6 separate regions of the Mus musculus genome follow, and all the other regions are linked to region 1. The links are chromatin contacts, called in public Hi-C, HiChIP or PLAC-seq and promoter capture Hi-C maps. All regions are on one chromosome and are shown on one strand. The core of a region is the stretch at or near the end of the contact, and the rest is flanking DNA. Distances in the headings are between cores, read along the strand shown. Region 1 holds the start of Tecpr1 (tectonin beta-propeller repeat containing 1). Region 2 holds the start of Zkscan5 (zinc finger with KRAB and SCAN domains 5). Region 3 holds the start of Kdelr2 (KDEL (Lys-Asp-Glu-Leu) endoplasmic reticulum protein retention receptor 2). Region 4 holds the start of Rac1 (Rac family small GTPase 1). Region 5 holds the start of Fam220a (family with sequence similarity 220, member A). Region 6 holds the start of Cyth3 (cytohesin 3).

The links. Promoter capture Hi-C pulls out the DNA fragments that hold promoters and counts their contacts. A called contact is a pair of places that touch in the nucleus more often than the background predicts. HiChIP or PLAC-seq counts read pairs in DNA pulled down with a chosen protein or histone mark.
Region 2: a contact with region 1 is called in a Hi-C map of B cells, with 10 read pairs. The contact joins the promoter of Zkscan5 here to the promoter of Tecpr1 in region 1. A contact is called at or near these places in 1 of 39 promoter capture datasets (maxillary cranial neural crest), 1 of 484 Hi-C or Micro-C datasets (B cells), 1 of 115 datasets of contacts at active chromatin or transcription factors (memory CD8 T cells) and 1 of 9 other capture datasets (adipose tissue).
Region 3: a contact with region 1 is called in a FOXA1 HiChIP or PLAC-seq map of pancreatic cancer cells. The contact joins the promoter of Kdelr2 here to the promoter of Tecpr1 in region 1. A contact is called at or near these places in 1 of 39 promoter capture datasets (pre-B cells) and 3 of 115 datasets of contacts at active chromatin or transcription factors (double positive thymocytes, memory CD8 T cells and pancreatic cancer cells).
Region 4: a contact with region 1 is called in an H3K27ac HiChIP or PLAC-seq map of embryonic stem cells, with 2.3 times the contacts expected there. The contact joins the promoter of Rac1 here to the promoter of Tecpr1 in region 1. A contact is called at or near these places in 3 of 39 promoter capture datasets (embryonic stem cells, liver and pre-B cells) and 2 of 115 datasets of contacts at active chromatin or transcription factors (embryonic stem cells and memory CD8 T cells).
Region 5: a contact with region 1 is called in a promoter capture Hi-C map of pre-B cells, with 3 times the contacts expected there. The contact joins the promoter of Fam220a here to the promoter of Tecpr1 in region 1. A contact is called at or near these places in 3 of 39 promoter capture datasets (hippocampal neurons, liver and pre-B cells).
Region 6: a contact with region 1 is called in an H3K27ac HiChIP or PLAC-seq map of thymic regulatory T cells, with 3 times the contacts expected there. The contact joins the promoter of Cyth3 here to the promoter of Tecpr1 in region 1. A contact is called at or near these places in 1 of 484 Hi-C or Micro-C datasets (CD4 T cells) and 2 of 115 datasets of contacts at active chromatin or transcription factors (bone marrow-derived macrophages and thymic regulatory T cells).

Annotation. Positions count from the first base shown.
Region 1 is chr5:144,222,290-144,224,993 of GRCm38.p6, forward strand. It overlaps Tecpr1 (tectonin beta-propeller repeat containing 1), which reads right to left and starts at 1,326. Exons shown (of 25, transcript NM_027410.2): 1 at 1,206-1,326.
Region 2 is chr5:145,203,250-145,205,953 of GRCm38.p6, forward strand. Zkscan5 (zinc finger with KRAB and SCAN domains 5) reads left to right here and starts at 1,310. Exons shown (of 6, transcript NM_016683.2): 1 at 1,310-2,459. The coding sequence starts at 2,046. It also overlaps a transcript of Zkscan14 not described here.
Region 3 is chr5:143,402,427-143,405,130 of GRCm38.p6, forward strand. It overlaps Kdelr2 (KDEL (Lys-Asp-Glu-Leu) endoplasmic reticulum protein retention receptor 2), which reads left to right and starts at 1,394. Exons shown (of 5, transcript NM_025841.4): 1 at 1,394-1,626. The coding sequence starts at 1,536. Gm20635 (a long non-coding RNA gene) reads right to left here and starts at 1,316. Exons shown (of 3, transcript XR_868670.2): 1 at 1,183-1,316.
Region 4 is chr5:143,526,629-143,529,332 of GRCm38.p6, forward strand. Rac1 (Rac family small GTPase 1) reads right to left here and starts at 1,365. Exons shown (of 6, transcript NM_009007.2): 1 at 1,135-1,365. The coding sequence starts at 1,169.
Region 5 is chr5:143,547,365-143,550,068 of GRCm38.p6, forward strand. It overlaps Fam220a (family with sequence similarity 220, member A), which reads left to right and starts at 1,356. Exons shown (of 2, transcript NM_133703.5): 1 at 1,356-1,770.
Region 6 is chr5:143,621,113-143,623,816 of GRCm38.p6, forward strand. Cyth3 (cytohesin 3) reads left to right here and starts at 1,335. Exons shown (of 13, transcript NM_011182.4): 1 at 1,335-1,561. The coding sequence starts at 1,528.

The DNA of each region.
Region 1 (2,704 bases), core at 76-2,575:
ATGGCACTTGCTTATAACCCTAGAGCTGAAGAGGTGGATGGATCCCTGGGGTTTCCTGGTTGGTTAGCCTAGCCTAATTAGTGGGCCCCGGGCTAGTGAGAAATCCCAGCTTTAAAAAAACAAAGTGGATGGTGCAGGTTGACCTCTGACTTCCACAGCCGCTTGTGCATCTGCACACACAAAGAAATTAAAAACAAAAACAACAGCAACAACAAGAAAACAGGGCTGGAGAAATGGCTCAGTGGTTAAGAGCACTGACTGCTCTTCCGAAGGTCCTGAATTCAAAATCCCAGCAACCACATGGTGGCTCACAACCATCTGTACAGCTACAGTGTACTCATATACATAAAAACAAACAAACAAACAAACAAACAAACAAAAAGCAGAGCAAGCAGTGGGCAGTAGATGCTCTTGAGGCCACAACACAGCACACAGAAGCCACAAAACGTTTACTTCTGCGGAATCTGTCTTCAGGCTGCAAGACTTCTTCTGGTTTTTCTATTACACCCTCACTCCTGTCTGATGTGCACTGGCTATTAAAGTTGTTTCCTGGCTGCCAAGCGCAGGGACCACTCCAAGGTGATGTTAGGGTTAAAAAAGAAGACAGGAAATATCAGAGCTTGTATGGGAGTGGGGGCCCTTCCTGGAGAGTAAATAGAGTCGGGCCCAGCCCCAGCCGGCAGGAAGCGACCTGGCTTTGATCCCAGTTCCTGCACTTGGGCGACAGGTGGGTCCCCTGCACTGTCACCAGGAGCATATGTCGGAGCTGTAGGGCTGTGACCATCTGCCTACACTAATCCTAAAGCAAGCAGATTTGCTCCCAACGTCAAGGGAGAAGAAAGGCTACAGACAGGCTCCTGGATGTTCCATTTCTCTAAAATCATGCAGGCTCGGCGATCGGCGTCTTCAAATCTCTGCAGTCCTAAGGCTGCAAAGGCTGCAATGGGGGTCATGCTATGAAGCGGGTTCACGAGCAGACATTTAGGGGTTCCAAAGCAGGGGTAGGGGTGGTGCCCTGTAGGTGTGCAGCAGAGAACACAAGTACAGTCCCCTCTCCCTCCCTCGATCGTCCCAGTTAACGCAGCCAATGGAGGAGAGGGATCGGAAAACTGGGAGCACCTCTGCTCTGTGCCACCCAAATAACATCGATCGGAGTCTCCACGGCCCTTGTCACCGATGTTACGGGGACATCGCGCCGCACTTACCTGTGCCCACGCCCGGTGGGGCGGGTTCCCAGCGGAGGCTTCTGTACTCCTCGGTTTTAGCTACAGTCCGGCCCTCCCCCGGCCTCAGGCTAGAGGGCGGGCCGGAAGCAATAATCAACTCAGCGTTGATCGGCCAGATTCGGAGTGACGCAACTGCCTGGAAGCTCACGATTGGCTGCTGCGCTCAGCCGCAATTTCTCCGGCTCGGGGTGGCGCGCGTGCGCACTCTCGAGGTCGCGCCGGGTCCCGCTAGCCAGCGGCGCTCTGTGCTAGTCGGGAGGAAAGGAGCGGGTTGCTACGTCCCCTCTCAGGACTCCGCGGGTCCCAGCGCGTCCTCACATGCCTGCTTCCTGCGCTCCAACCTTCTCCGGCACGTCCCTCCTTCTTGCCTGAAGCACTTCTCGTCTACACCGGCCTGCACCGCTCCCGAAGCGGAGTCAGGTTTTTTCAGGGTTGGATTTCTTTAGTTGACACAGGAGTCTGTTTTCCAGCCTTCATAAGAAAGGATAGTCGTCATTTCTAATTCTTCATTTCTTGTTTAAAGATTTATTTATTCTTATGTGCCTTGTGCAGTTTGCCTTCTTTTGCCTGCATTCATGTCCGTGTGACGTTGTCAGATCCCCTGGTACTGGAGTCACAGTTGTGAGCTCCCATGTGGATGCTGGGTATTGACACCGGGTCCCCGGGTTAGTGCTCTTAACTGCTGAGCCATCTCTCTAGCCTCTTATTAACTTTTTAGTTTTTAAAAAAATATTTATTTGTATGTGTGTTCCTGTGTGCACGTGCGCAATGCGCTAGGTGCAGAGATCAGAGGACAGCTTTCTAAAGTTGGTTTTTTTCCTACCACCGTGTGGGTCCCAGGGTTCGAACTCAGTACTTCAGGCTTCTCAGCCTTTACCTACTGAGCCACCTCACCGGTAAATTCTGTATTATTTTTTTTAATTAGTGTGTTTTAGATTTTGATTTGTTTATGTGTGAGAGTATAAGCAGATGTATGTGTTGTGTGTAGGGGTGTGTGTACCTGTATATAACCCACACAGGCCTGAAGAGGGCATCCACCGGGTGCTCTCTGCTGCTATTCTGCCTGTTCTGAGGCAAGGTTGCCTACTGTCTTCATTAGGCTGGAATCCAGCAACCCCCTGACACCCCCTGGTTTCTGCTCACCTTGGGGTTAAGGTTAAGTCATTTGCAGGGACACCTGGTGTGTTAAGAGGACGCTGGATCTGATTCTGGTCCTCACTGCAGAGCAGGTGTTCTTAATGTCTGAGCCATCTCTCCAGCCCCTCGTTAGTTTTAGGGGGTCTTTTTTTTTTCTCTCCTTACAACATTTATTTAGTGTATGTGTGTCTGTCTCTCTGTCTTTGGTCAGAGGACAACTTATTGGAATTGGTTGTCTAGTTCTATTGTGAAGCGAGAATCCATATTCAATTGAGTTCAGGTTTTCAGGTGAGTGTCTTTACCCTCTGAGCCATCTTGCTGACTTGCCTGGTTGGTTGGTT
Region 2 (2,704 bases), core at 60-2,559, 980 kb after region 1:
GTATTCGAAGGACTTGGAAAATGATGAAAACGCCTCAAGAGAGGGGTAGATAATTTAAAATGGGATTTACAATTTAGGGTAACAGGCTTTAAGCAAAACTTCTGTCTTCAAACTATTGTTTCTCCCCAGCCGCCTGGCTGCCATGCTCTGGGCGCATCTTTCAGCTTTTCAGCCGATACAGCAACAGGCGCTTTTTTCCCTCTGCTGCATTCGTTTTGTTTGTTTTGTTTTTCTCTTTTTTTCTTCCTTTTTCTCTCTCTTTCTTCCCTCTGCTGCATTCGTTTTGTCTCTTTCTTTCCCTTCCTTCCTTCCTTCCTTCCTTCCTTCCTTCCTTCCTTCCTCCCTTCCTTCCTTCCTTCCTTCCTTCCTTCCTTCCTTTCTTGACAGGGTTTCTCTGTGTAGCCCTGCCTGTCCTGGAACTCACTTTGTAGACCAGGCTGGCCTTGAACTCAGAAATCCACCTGCCTCTGCCTCCCAAGTGCTGGGATTAAAGGCGTGCGCCACCACCGCGCGGCTTGTTTTGTTTTTCAAAAGCTAGTCAAGTGCAGAAGCAATAGAAAAAAAATACGAACAATTAATTGATATAACTTTCGGACTAGACACCCTGATGCCCTTTAACATTAAAAAATTACCTAATGCCTGCGGGGAAGGGGCTTACATGGAGAGCTGTGGAAGTCAAAGGACAATTTTTGGATGTCTCAAGTCCAGGGATCAGCTCATGTCATCAGGCTTGGCAGTAAGAGCCTCTATCACGGAGCCAGTCAGGTCTGCCTCCCCGGCAGCATATTAATAAGCCCTGGAGACAGAGAGCCACAGCCATATTGGCTAGACTTCGCGCGCAGCTCCTTGGGAGATGTAGTCCCGAGAGCCTCAGCCACTCTAGGGCAATAAAGAATCTTTGCGTGTTTAGAAAAGTGGCCAGGATGGTGCAGACCTACTTCAATTCCAGAGTGCTGCGGTGGGTGGGTGGGTGAGGCTGTGCTCGACCAATCAGAGGAGAGAGAGGGTGGACCTATTTTGTTTGTTTGTTTTCCCCGACCGGCCCCCTAGATTCCTACCCTTGAGCTAAGCCCATGCTCTGGTTTTGGGGGTGGGAAATAGATTAGCTCTATTTTCCCCAGGCTCTTGTAGCCTCTTGCTTGAGGGTGACTGATTGGTCAGCTCCACAAGGGGGCGGGCTCAGGAGTAGCTCCTCCTTCCCGCTGTGCTGCTAGGACCTCCGGGATTCCTAGAGAGGCTGCGGAAGCGCTCTTGGGGGTGGGATTTATGGCTGAAGCTCGTACTTGGTTACTTCCGGCGATGAACTGTTGGAAAGTGTCGGACTTGCCTCTCTCTTGGCTTGTGAGAACTCCATCTTCCAAGCCTGGGCTGCGGGGAGTTTGATCTTTGGGTCCCCGGGACTTAAAGACTGGAGAGGAGCTGGTAGGACATTGTGTCCACACTGGAGTCCTGTCCCTAACCTTGACCCGGCTGGTCTCTGTCTCCAGGTCAGGAGCTATTACAAAGAATCCAGGTCCAAATTTTTTAGTATAACCGTACTTCTCATAGAACTAATGAAGTCTTTCGTTTATCTATCAAGCTCTTATGGCTTGAAAGCCAGAATGAGATATGACCATTTTAATGGGTTTCATTCCTATACTGACTTCAGTTTGGCTTATGATCGAGAGAAGAAACGACTCCGTCTGGAATAATTTTGTCCCGTTATTTATATGAGATATGGACTTTCTCATTTTTAAAACTGTTTTAAGTTGGGCCTGATGTCACTTTTTAATGGCCTTTTTTTTTTTTACGTTATTAAAATCTGGACGTAGTCGCTATTAGCTGTTTTATGGGAGAAGTGATGACTAACTTCTCTATATCTTAAAGTGAATGACTTTGTTGAGTGGTTTTTCTTTAGTCTAGATGACGTCGTTGCCACCTCTCTTAGCTAATAATAATTCCAGACATTCCAGTAAGGTTGTTCACTACAAAAAGTGCCCTTTAGAAGAGCAGAGAACAAATCGGGTTAGTGTAACGGGCTAGAGTCTAGAGACTCTTCAGTTGGAATGATAATGACAGAATCCAGGGCAGTTATACACTTAGAGCCTCCCGCTGAGACTTCGCAAGAGCAAGCAGACCTTCTCATAGTGAAAGTAGAAGAAGAGGACTGCTCCTGGATGCAGGGATACAACCGGCCAGTGCTTGAGACTTTTTACCAGCGCTTCAAGCACTTCCAGTACCATGAGGCAGCAGGACCCCGCGATGCTCTCAGCCAGCTCCGGGTTCTCTGTTGTGAGTGGCTGAGGCCGGAGCTGCACACCAAAGAGCAGATCCTGGAGCTGCTGGTGCTGGAGCAGTTCCTCACCATCCTGCCTGAAGAGTTTCAGGCCTGGGTGAGAGAGCATCACCCCGAGAGTGGGGAAGAAGCCGTGGCTGTGATAGAGAGTATCCAGAGAGAGCTGGAGGAGCGCAGACAACAGGTGCGTTGCAAGAGGAAACGGGGACAGTGAGGAAGGAGCTGCCATGCAGTCTTAGCCCTGTGGTGCTTCAGTCGTTCATATTCTGGCTTTGCTGTTGTTTTTGAGACAGCCCCACTATGTATCCTTGGGTGTTCTGGATTTCACTATGTAGACCAGAGATCTCTATGTAGACTCGAACTCACAGAGATCCACCTGTGTCTGCCCCGCCCCTCCAAATGCTAGGATGAAAGGCGTGTGCCACTGTA
Region 3 (2,704 bases), core at 144-2,643, 820 kb before region 1:
ATTGAACTCCAGACCTCATGTATGGCTAGTGACTGCTTTATTAACTGAGCCATCTCCAAGGTAACCCATGACGCATGGGTTAGTGCTTCAGCCCCATCTTCCCACCCTGCTCCATCATTTAAGCCTCCAAGTTTCTTCTTAAATGGCAAACAAGAAACACTGTAAATCCAGAAAGATTGCTGACACATGTCTGCGAGAAACACAGCCCAGATCTCCAGCACCCACATAAATGCTAGGCTGTGTTGAAGCCTGGGAGATAGAGACAGGGGATCCCTTCGGCAAGCTGGCCTGCTAGACTAGCCAAATCAGCAAGCTCTGGGTTCAAGTGTGATGCCTTGCTTCAATATATAAGGTGTAACAGGATCTAGAAGGTCCTAGAAATAGCTGGCCTCACAGCCTACACATGTGCACACACACGTGTGAACAGACATATAAAAGCAAAAAGAAAGAAGAGGAAGAGGAGGGAGAGGAAAGAAAAAGAAGTGGTGGGGTTGCTCAGCGGCTAAAGGGGCTTGTCACCAAGCCTGGAGATTTGAGCCTAGTCCCAGGAACCAACAAGATGGAAGGAGAGAACTGGGCCTGACTGGATGTGCCCACACAGTCCACAAATAAATTTTTATTTTTATTTTTATTGTTTCAGGGGTGTGTGTGTGTGTGTGTGTGTGTGTGCGCGCGCACACACATGAAGGCACCCTCAGAGGTGAGAGGTGTCAGATAGAACTGGAGTTCCAGGCTGTTGTGAGTCTGCAGTTGTGGGTGCTGGGACTCGAAATCAGGTCTATTAGAAGAACAGCAATTGCTCTTATCCACTGGGCCAGCTCTCCATCCCTAATACAAAATTTTAATGTAATTTTAAATAAAAATTAATAGATTTTGACAGATTTCTTATGACTTATTTTTATTATTATTTAAAATGTGTGTGTTAGTTTGTGTGTGGGTGTGTGCATGGGCGTGCAGGTGCTCTCAAAGGCCAGAAGCAATGAATTCCCTGGAGTTGGTGTTAAAGGTGATGTAAGCTCCCCGAGGTTAGGAGCTGGGCATCGAACTTCGGTCCTATACAAGAGAAGCTGGAGTTCTTAATCACAGAAATTTTAATCTTGCTTTCTACCCTCGCAATGCCTCTGAGATAGGTATTTCTGCTATCTTAGTAGGGAATGGAAAAAAAAACAAGACAATACTCACAACTGAGTGGCATTTCAAAAACTTAGAGAAGGAAATCGCTGGCACCTAGGCGGAAACCCTGGAGACGGAAATTGCGGAGGACTCTGGGTCCTCAGTTGACCGTCCACGCGGGATGTAAAGTCCGGCTGCTCACCGACGCTGGGCCTTTAAGGGGCGTGGCGGGGGCGTGGCCCCAGCGGTCGCCCGCTCTCCCAGGCTGCCCCGCGCGCGCGACGGCAGTTCGGCCACGTCCCTGGCCACGTCGCGCCCGCTCCCGCCATCTTTCGCCGCTTCCTCTCTCCGGGGCTGCTGTCGCCGCGTCCCGAGTCGCTGCCTAGCTCCGGTGCCGCTGTGCCGCGCCGACCGCCGCCGCCATGAACATCTTCCGGCTGACTGGGGACCTGTCCCACCTGGCGGCCATCGTCATCCTACTGCTGAAGATCTGGAAGACGCGCTCCTGTGCTGGTGAGCGGCCGCCGGGGCGAGGCGCGCGGGGCAGGAGCGCGCGCGTTTGGCCCATTCGACCGACCCATTCGGCTCTCGGTCGTTCCGGAGGCTTTGTGCCGGGCTTGCGATGGCCAGACACACCCATCTCGGCCTGCTCGGCGGGCAACGAAACCCCTCCGAGTGTGCACACGGGCTGGGGTGTCCGTCGCAGCTCTGGGCCCCCCAGTTCTGCGCTTGGTCCGCTCGCGAACTTGATCCGTCCTGGCTCAGCGAGCGCTGGCGTAACTGCCCCCGCGTCCTGCTGCATCTGAAAAGTTTAGCACGGGATCTGTGGGGCTCTAGTGGGCGTGTCCCTCTCCATGGGACTTTTGGGGGGCGCCTCTGAGTCCCCAGGAATCAATGGGAGACTTGCTCGAGGAGGATGGATAGGACCACAGACTAGCTGGGCCTGACGTGGCAGCCAGGCCACCCGCGAAGGTGGGGCTGGCTGGAGGAAGAGGGGCATCCTGCTATTCATTCTGTTATCTTCAAGGACAAGCAGAGGATGGGATGTGGGGGCAGGATGGTGTCAGGTCTGGCCTGTGCTTACAGTTGATGAGGCTACAACTCAAGCCTTGGGGTTCGGGATCTCATGCGTCATAAAAAGAGATGTGGATCTTTTAAGTGAGTTGCTTGGCATAGTTTTCATGTTACTCTGAGAAGCAAGCTAGTTTTTCATCCTTGAGTGTGGCCGTCTAATAACTGGTTCTCTTAAACTGCCAGCGCTGGGTACCACAGAGGCCTCTGTTCTCGGCTAGTATCCTTGCTCCACGTCACCATTGAGTTGGCGCTGTACCTCCCTCAAACTACATTGCAGAGAGGCAGTAGAGTGAACTTTCCTCACATAATAGCTGTGGACTTCTGCCTTTCGTTAAATATTAGGAATCTTACAAGTTTTAGATAAGTTCTTGGTGAGTGTGATGGTGCTTGCCTGTAATCCCAGCACTCGAGAGGTGGTAACCTGAGGTTCAGGAATTCAAAATGAGAATGGACTACATGCTGGTCCTGTCTCCAAAAACACCCCCTGCTCCCCAAAAACCCATTAATTAATTGATTG
Region 4 (2,704 bases), core at 115-2,614, 700 kb before region 1:
TCCTGTCTCCGAGACAAATCCCACAGACAGACATGTTAGCAGAAAAATAAAGTTCTCTGACCGTCTGGCTGACTTAGTTACAGGGACGATCCCAAAGTCTAATGTAGAGTTCTGTAAATACGCTGAACAATCGCTCATAAATCCACGGGCTCATAAACCCATGGGCGGCGAGTGCTCACTGCAAGTGTGGAAGGCATTAAGCAAGTTTGGCAACGTACTCGACTGAACTAGAAAGTGGACCAGTTGCACTCTGCGTTTGAGGAAACGGGTGGTAAATCTCCAAGCTTCCTCGTTAACACGAACCTACACAAGCTACGCTGAGACGCGCGATTTTGCTCCGATTACACTGAGATTCTTGTTTCTACCGAAGGGGTGGGGGGAACGGGACGGACTGCATAAGACCAGTCTTGTCTCCCTCAAGGGCCTGAAACCATCACGGTCAATCACGAAAAGAATTGCCTCGAGTCACAGGGAGCTGGATCTGCTACATCCATATCTAATGCCTTCAGAGAAGGTTTGTTTGTTTTTAATAACCACACTTCGTTCAATGGACAGTCTTCATCACACTCCTTCAGCTAGCATCCCAGTAACTTTCTCGGCGTAAGTGTGAAAATGAATATTTTTATAAACACCCTGTCAAGTCGAAGCAACCGAGCCCTTTCCCAAGTTCCAGGTCACCCAAGTGACTGGTGCAAACATGCATCGACCAGGGCCGGCCGACTTGGAGGCCGTTACCTATCCCAGTTCTCGGGGGGGGGGGTGCGAGGGGGTACCCTGAGTAAATGAAGAAACTATACGTCCCTTTCTCAAAAGACAAAAATTTTTTTTAAAAATGTTTCAAGAAAAATTCTTCAAACCAGCCTCGCCTACGTGCCAAGTCGAGTAGGGCGACGGGCGGCGTCCGGCCCGGGAAGAAGGCAGGAGGGTGGAGTTCACTTTTCCCTCCGGCCGGCTCGCCCAGGCCCTCCCCCAACCAGAATCCGGAACCAGGCCCGGGAGGGTGGGAGGCTCGCGCCCCCCAGAAGGCCGGGCGCGCGCTCTACGCCAGCTCGAGGCTTTTCGGGCCTGCGGGGGCCCCCGATGGCGCTGCGCGCGGCACCGGGTCCGGAGCGCCAGGCGCGGCCGTGCACTCACCCGTCTCCCACCACCACACACTTGATGGCCTGCATCTGGGCCGCTCGGTGGGCCGCGGCGGCGGCGGCGGCGGCCGGTGGCTGAGGCGCGAAGCGGCGGGCTCGGGAAGCGCTGGGCGAGGCTGCGGGCGGCGGGGCGCCGAGTGCCGGGACTGCTGTCCACGCCGCCGGGCCCTCAGCGCACGGGAAGGCGAAGCGCAGCAGCAGCCACCACCCAAAGCTGGGGAAAACTGCAGAGAAACAGGAAATGGCCGCTCCACTCACATCCGGCCTCCCCTCCCCCTCGGTGCCGTCGACGCAGCTCCCAGGCTCCGGGCGGGGCCGCTCCCGCCCGCCCGCGCGCCCGCCCGCGCCGTTCCTGGCTTCCACGGGCTTTCGGGAAAGCTCGGCAACAGTCGGCTCCAGCCGGAGAACGGGCTCGGCGGCCGCGGGGCGGGGCGGCCGCCATCTTGGCACGCTAAAGCGTCCCGGTTGTGACCAGGTTTAGGAAGCCCTCTGAATCCTGGGGTTACGGGTTCGGGTCAGTGGTAGGGTCCCGTTCGCTCGCAACCTACTTGTGCCAACTCCATGGAGAGATTCCTGAGCCCCCTTGTTATGTGATAACTACAGTATGCTGTAGCGTAAGATCCTGCTAGAAAATTCTGTATAGCTCGTGCCACAGTGAGATCCAGTCTCAAAAAAGAAACTGCTAGGGATGTAGCCAAGTCAGAATGTTTGCCGGCATGTACAGCCTGGGGCTCCATCCCTAGCACATCACAGCCTGCCCTGGTGGCTCACCTGTAATCCCAGCACTTGGTGGGCGGAAGCAGTAGAATCCTGGGGATCAACCTCAAGTCCAACCTCTGGATATGCAACTCAATTGGTAGAGTGCTTCCCCGAGCAGATACAGATATGAAACCCTAGGATTGAACCTCACGACGGTATGAAACAGATGTGGTATATATCAGGTAGTGCATACCTGGAATCCCAGCTCTGGACTGGAGGTAGCAGAAACATCTGAAGTTTGACCTCTGGCTATGTAGCGTCCAGCGTTAACCTGACCTACCATGAGACTTTCTCAATAGGGGTGGGGGGTGGGGAGGGAGCACTAAATAAACAAAAATATAAGGAAAAAAAAACATACATACCATTAAAATAATAAACAGAAGGATAAAGGTCAGAAGAATTCTTTTAAAGATTGCTGATATGATAGGGTAAGCATATAATTCATTCACAAATAAGGTAGCCTATTAGAAGACAAGAACATTAAAGATATTTTTGGTTATCTGTGGTGTGTGTGTGTGTGCATGTTTTCATGTGTGGGCACATGTGTGGTGCACATGTGTATAGAAGACCAAGGTTGACACTGGGTGTATTCAGTTGCTGTTCACCTTATATATATTGAAGTAAGATCTCTCATTGAACACAAAACTGGCCAATTCCAGTTAATCTAGCCAACCAGCTTGCCCTGGAGATCCCATCTTTATCTTCCGGAGTTACAGGTGAGTCACCGTACCCTCCTAGTATACTAGTTTCTGGATTGGAGCTCTGTTCCTCACACTTGCCTGGCAAGTTCCCTCCTCCTGGAGCTT
Region 5 (2,704 bases), core at 106-2,605, 670 kb before region 1:
TTGCCTTTGCCTTATATTTCTTTTCTTTTCTTAACAGGGTTTCTCTGTGTAGCTTTGGCTGTTCTGGATCTCAGTCTAAAAACTGGACTGACCTCGAACTCACAGAGATCTGCCTGCCTCTGTCTACTGAGTACTGGGGTTAAAAGCATGCACCATCACCACCACGGACCACCAGGTTTACCTTGTTTTCTTACATGTGTGAGTCGTAGAGTGGGGTTGCTGCGTTGCGTCCTGGCGCCCTCTAATGGTGAAGCTGAGGATAACAGGGAACGTGGCGTGGCAGCGCTAACCTGTTGCTATTCCAGTTTCAGGAGGCTGCTGCTGAGTTGATATCACCCTTTATGGCCTGGACCCTCTCACACCCATCACCAAACAAGAAGATGCCGTACAGAATCGCTTACAGGTCAACCTGATGGAGGCAGTTTTTCAATTGAGGTTCCTTTTTCCAGCATAACTCTAGGAATTAGATAACTCTAGACGAGGTTCTCAGCCTTCCAATGCGCGACCCCCTTAATACAGTTCTTCGTGTGGTGACCACCAACCATAAAATTATTTCACAACGACTTTATAACTTTAGTTTTGCTAATTTTACGAATCGTAATGTAAATATCTGATATACAGGTGGTCTTAGGCTAACCACTGTGAAAGGATCGTTCGGTCTCCAGAGAGGTCGCGACCCACTGGTTGAGAACTGCTGGTCTATCTTGTGTCACGTTAACAAAAATAAATGAGCAGCATAGAAGGCAACACCCTAGAGTCACTTGTGTTCTTCCACCATGAGGGTCTCAGGAATTGAACTCAGATCCTCTGGAGCAATGGGAAGTGCATTTTACCTACTTCACCATTTTGCTGGTCTCACTGTAACCATTTTTAGGAATATGTGTGTTATAAAGTACCTGTGGCCATACCCAGGCATCATCTCTTTTCTGTTATATTTTAAAGATTGATTTTTATTTGGATGTGGTGTGTGTGCGAATGAGTGCAGATGCCCAGGAAGGTCAGATATTGGCTCTCCTGGAGCCAGCTACAGGTGGATTTTGAGCCACCTAGTGTGGGTACGGGAAACTGAACTGAGGGTCCTCTGGAGGAGCAGCCAGCCTTGAGTTCATGTTTTTCCTGCTTCAGTCTCTTGAGTGCTGGAATATTAACAGGCTAGCGCCACCACGCCACTTTCCCTGTGTCGTTATTCTCAACTCTTCACCATTAGAGGACGCCAGATGCAACGCAGCCAACCCTAGTCTCCAACTCATGCGCACTTCACTTGCAGGAAAGCCGCCCGAGGGGCGGGGCGGCCCGGGGCGGGGCGGGAGGCGGAGTCTGCTGCCTGCGCAGGCGCGGGCCGGCTTTGTGACGTCAGGCCGCGCGGCCCGGCCGGGAATCCAGGTGGTAGCTGGTGGAGTCGCCTCCGGAGAGTGACGCGCAGACTCGGCTCCCCCGCGGCCCGCCCTCCTGCCGGCCTCGCCGCGGTCTCCCTTGCTCCCTGAGATCGCTGAGCGCTGAGCAGCGGCCCGGGAGAGGAGGCCTTGGGCGACGGGGCGCGGAGAGGGAGGGCGGGCGGGCAGTGGGGGCGCCGCGGATCTCTATATGGCGACGGCTCTGTCGGGTCTGGCTGTCCGGCTGTCGCGCTCGGCCGCCGCCCGCTCCTATGGGGTCTTCTGCAAGGGGCTGACCCGCACGCTGCTCATCTTCTTTGACTTGGCTTGGCGGCTGCGCATCAACTTTCCTTACCTCTACATCGTGGCTTCCATGATGCTCAACGTGCGCCTGCAGGTAGGTGAGCCGCGCCCTCCGCATCCCTGCCCACCTGGCTCGGCGGGATGCAGGTGCTAAGGGGCTCATGCTATCAGCCTGAGGCTGAGTGTGAACCAAACACCGCGTCCCTCCCACCCCCGTTACCCTACTCTGCATAGAGGATGCTTCAGAAGGTAGGTTCCCACATCTGGGGGTGGGGTCCAAGGAAAGATGACAGGAAGGTCCCTTAGGACGCTTTGTCCTCAAAAATGACAAATTGTTGGCGATCCTGTAGCTGCGAGTTCCTTTGTGAATTCTGGTTCCCCAAACTTTGTGACGGTATATTATATTATCCTTGTACTGTAGGTTGAAAGTTAATGGTGTCTTGACCAATGTTTTCGGTATCTTCTGACCAGGGATTAGAAATGGCGATAGGGATGAAGATGAGAGAGAAAGAGGGAAAACAGATTTAGAGGCCTGCAACAGTTTAGACGTGGACTAACAGCATGCCTGCATCAGCATTCTGGAGGCCTCATTTGCTGAAAATGACTGACATTTCTCTATCTTGAATTTACAAAATGCTTTTTTTTCTAGCGGAGAGGTCTTACGGACCTGAGTGTTCTGTCTCAAAATGTAAGAAAGGCTGCATAGTGAACTTGGATTCTGTTTACACACCTTGGAGTGTCACAGGCTGTGTTGGAAGGAAGGACTTGGCTCCACCCCTGGGAAGCATGTAATCTGACAGAGGTTTTTTGTTGTTGTTTTTGTTTTGTTTTTGGTTTTTTGTGGTTCTGGAAATGAACCCGGTGGGTGCATTGGTTTGCCAGCCCTAACCCCAGCCTTACTGTGCTTATGTTGTTCCCTGGTGTGCAGAGGCGCCAGTTCAGTATAGTGCTACCTAGTTTTTCTGCAGTTGGGTCAAGTTGGAGTGTAATGGACTTGGTGTGTGTAAATGGTCCATGACACAGACCAC
Region 6 (2,704 bases), core at 85-2,584, 600 kb before region 1:
GAATTCAGAGCTCCTACTGCATCATAAATCCAGGGCAGCTGGCAGCAAGCCAAGGGAGACTAACGCTCAACTGCACGGGCATCTGACGCCAGACTGGCCAACCCCTGTACTAATGCTTTCTGAGAGCCGAGCCCCAGCTGTGCCGGACTGGGGTTAGGGTTCAACAGCATCACTATATTCATTTACCAACCTAATACTTTGTTAATTCTAAAATGCATCCAATCCGCAGGAAAAATGAGACTCCATTATTATTATACACCCAAAAGATAAAAGGCTGGAATTACCCTAACATTCTGAGGGTAAAGAAGGGAGGAGGTGGGGGTGGGGAGAGTCTTCTCATGGGCTCGTTTTCAGATGATGATGATGATGACTTCAGACAGAGACTCACTAGGTAGCCCTGGCTAACTTGGAACTCACTAAGCAGACTAAACCCACTAAGATTCTGTTGAGATTGGCTTGCTGTGGTCAAAGGTATTCGCCACCGCACCCAGTTTTTATTATTTTTAAAATAAACACTTAAAAAAAGATTTATTTAGCTGGGCATGGTGGCTCATCCTTTTAGCTCCAGCATTCAGGAGTCAAAGGCAGGAAGATCTCTGAGTTCAAGGTCAGCCTGGTCTACAGAGAAAGAGTTCCATGACATTGATGGCTATGCAGAGAAACCCTATCTCAAAAAGTTTTTTTAAAATTTTATTTTGTGTGTATCAGTGTTTTGCCCGCACATATATGTGTGCACTACAAGCATGCCTGATGTGGGTGGAGGTAAGAGTGTGCCAGATAACCGTCATATGAGTGCAGGTGCCCTTGGAGGCCGGAAGTATTGGATCCTTTTTGTAGTCATAGTTACAAGGGTTCTGTGGGTGCTGAGAACCAAACTCTGATTCTCTTCAAGAGCAGCGAGTGCTCTTAACAACAGAACTACATCCCCACACAATTATTACTGTGTGTATGTCATGTGTGGACGCCCACGCATGCTGCGGTCACAGTAAAACTTTATAGTCAGTTCTTTCCTTCTGCCTTTAAGTGGGGGCCACTTGAGCCAATCATCAGCCTTCCTTTTCAGATAGTTTCTCACTCCCTACTCTATGCATTTGCGAGTCGCAGCCCTTAGCCATCAGGTTTTGTAGAGCAGGGCGTCCTCGTGCTCCTGATAGACCCGGCTTCCTCTCCAGGATGCTCTAGAGGGGCAGACAGGAGGTTCGAGGGAGAGTGCTGCGCTGCAGGATCCAAGTCTCCTAGCTAAGCAGCTACTGCAGCTACTGCAAGGCCGGGCGGAGTCTGGTGGGCGGGACCGCTCGGCGTCTAGGCTCCGCCCACACCGACAGGGGAGGCGTGGTTTTGTGTCACGTGATGGCGCCGGAGCAGTGAGGCTCCGCCCGGCCCTCCGTGGAGGCCCGGCCGCGACCCGGGCCGCGCTCGCTGAGGAGCTCTCCGGTTCTCCCCGCGACCACTTCTCTTAGTCCCGGCGTTCAGCCCAGTCGCTCCCGCCGGCTCCGGGCTCGCCGGCTGGCGGGGAGTGGCCTCAAAATGGACGAAGGCGGTGGCGGTGAGGGCGGCAGCGGTGAGTGATGGAGGTGTGGCCGGCTCTCTGGGCGGCCCTGAGGCCGAGGGTCGCGCTGTTGAGAGCCCAGGCTTGAGACGTGGGGCCGGGTGTCGGGTGGGGTGGCGGCGACCGTGGGGAGGTGCGCGGGGTAAGGCGGGGACTCGGGCTTCGCTGCCCTGGTGAGAGGACATGTCGGAGACCGCGGGGTCGTCGCCCAGCGCGGTCGCGGGTCGCGGGTTCGAGGCCGGGGTCTCCGCAGCACAGCTCCAGGTCGCCTTTCTGAGATGGGGCCACTCTGCGGGGCGACCTTCCCAGCGTCTCATTGCCAAGGGCGTCCACGCCCTCCCTAGCCCAGCTGTTTCGGACGGGCCCCTCTCCTTTTCAGCTCTCCTCAGGTGTCTGGAGCTTGGGAGCTCCTGGATGGGGAGGGGAAAGTTTTCAATTTGGAGGACTCGGAGGGCCCGGAGGGTGGGGTGGATCGGTCGGGGGAGAGGAGGAAGGTTGGAAGTCATGACCACGTCTCTGATTTTTAGATCAGAAGTACTCATTGGGAATGGCTTAAAGGACATGAGGGGCAGGCAGCTCCAGTCCAGGTCTGAGTATGCATTTTTTTATCAAATAGAAAAGAAAAAATGCTACAGAGAAGGGGTCGGGTGTAAAAATAAAAAGGGGGCCAAATAGCACAAATGATAGAATCATTGTCTAGCATGCCCAGGACGCTGAGTTTGATCCCCAACACCACCAAATGGAAAATATAATTAAGAAATTAAAGGGGTCAGGTGGGATTCCTTTAAAGCCGAGGGTGGGATGCGGGAGCCACAGCAGCGAGACTGTTAGACTCCTGGACAGGTGCCTGTGACAGACACCCTTCCAGAGGTGGGCTATCAGTTCTCCGTGTTGCTCAGGCTGTATGTATGTGCCTGACTTTGAGTTCCACCCTGCTGCAAATGAGCCGGTTGCAAATTACTCAACGGAGTACAGATTCCTGTTGTGTCATTTCATGAATTTGGTTTCCCAAAACATCAAGAGTCACCGTTTGTGGAGTGGGACTTTACTTGAAGTAAGCAAAGGGTTAATAATGTACCCGTCATTTTTTACCCAAACACCCCAAGTTGAAGCTGTCTGGACTTTGAGGAACGATCTTCCTTTTTTGCTGACAGA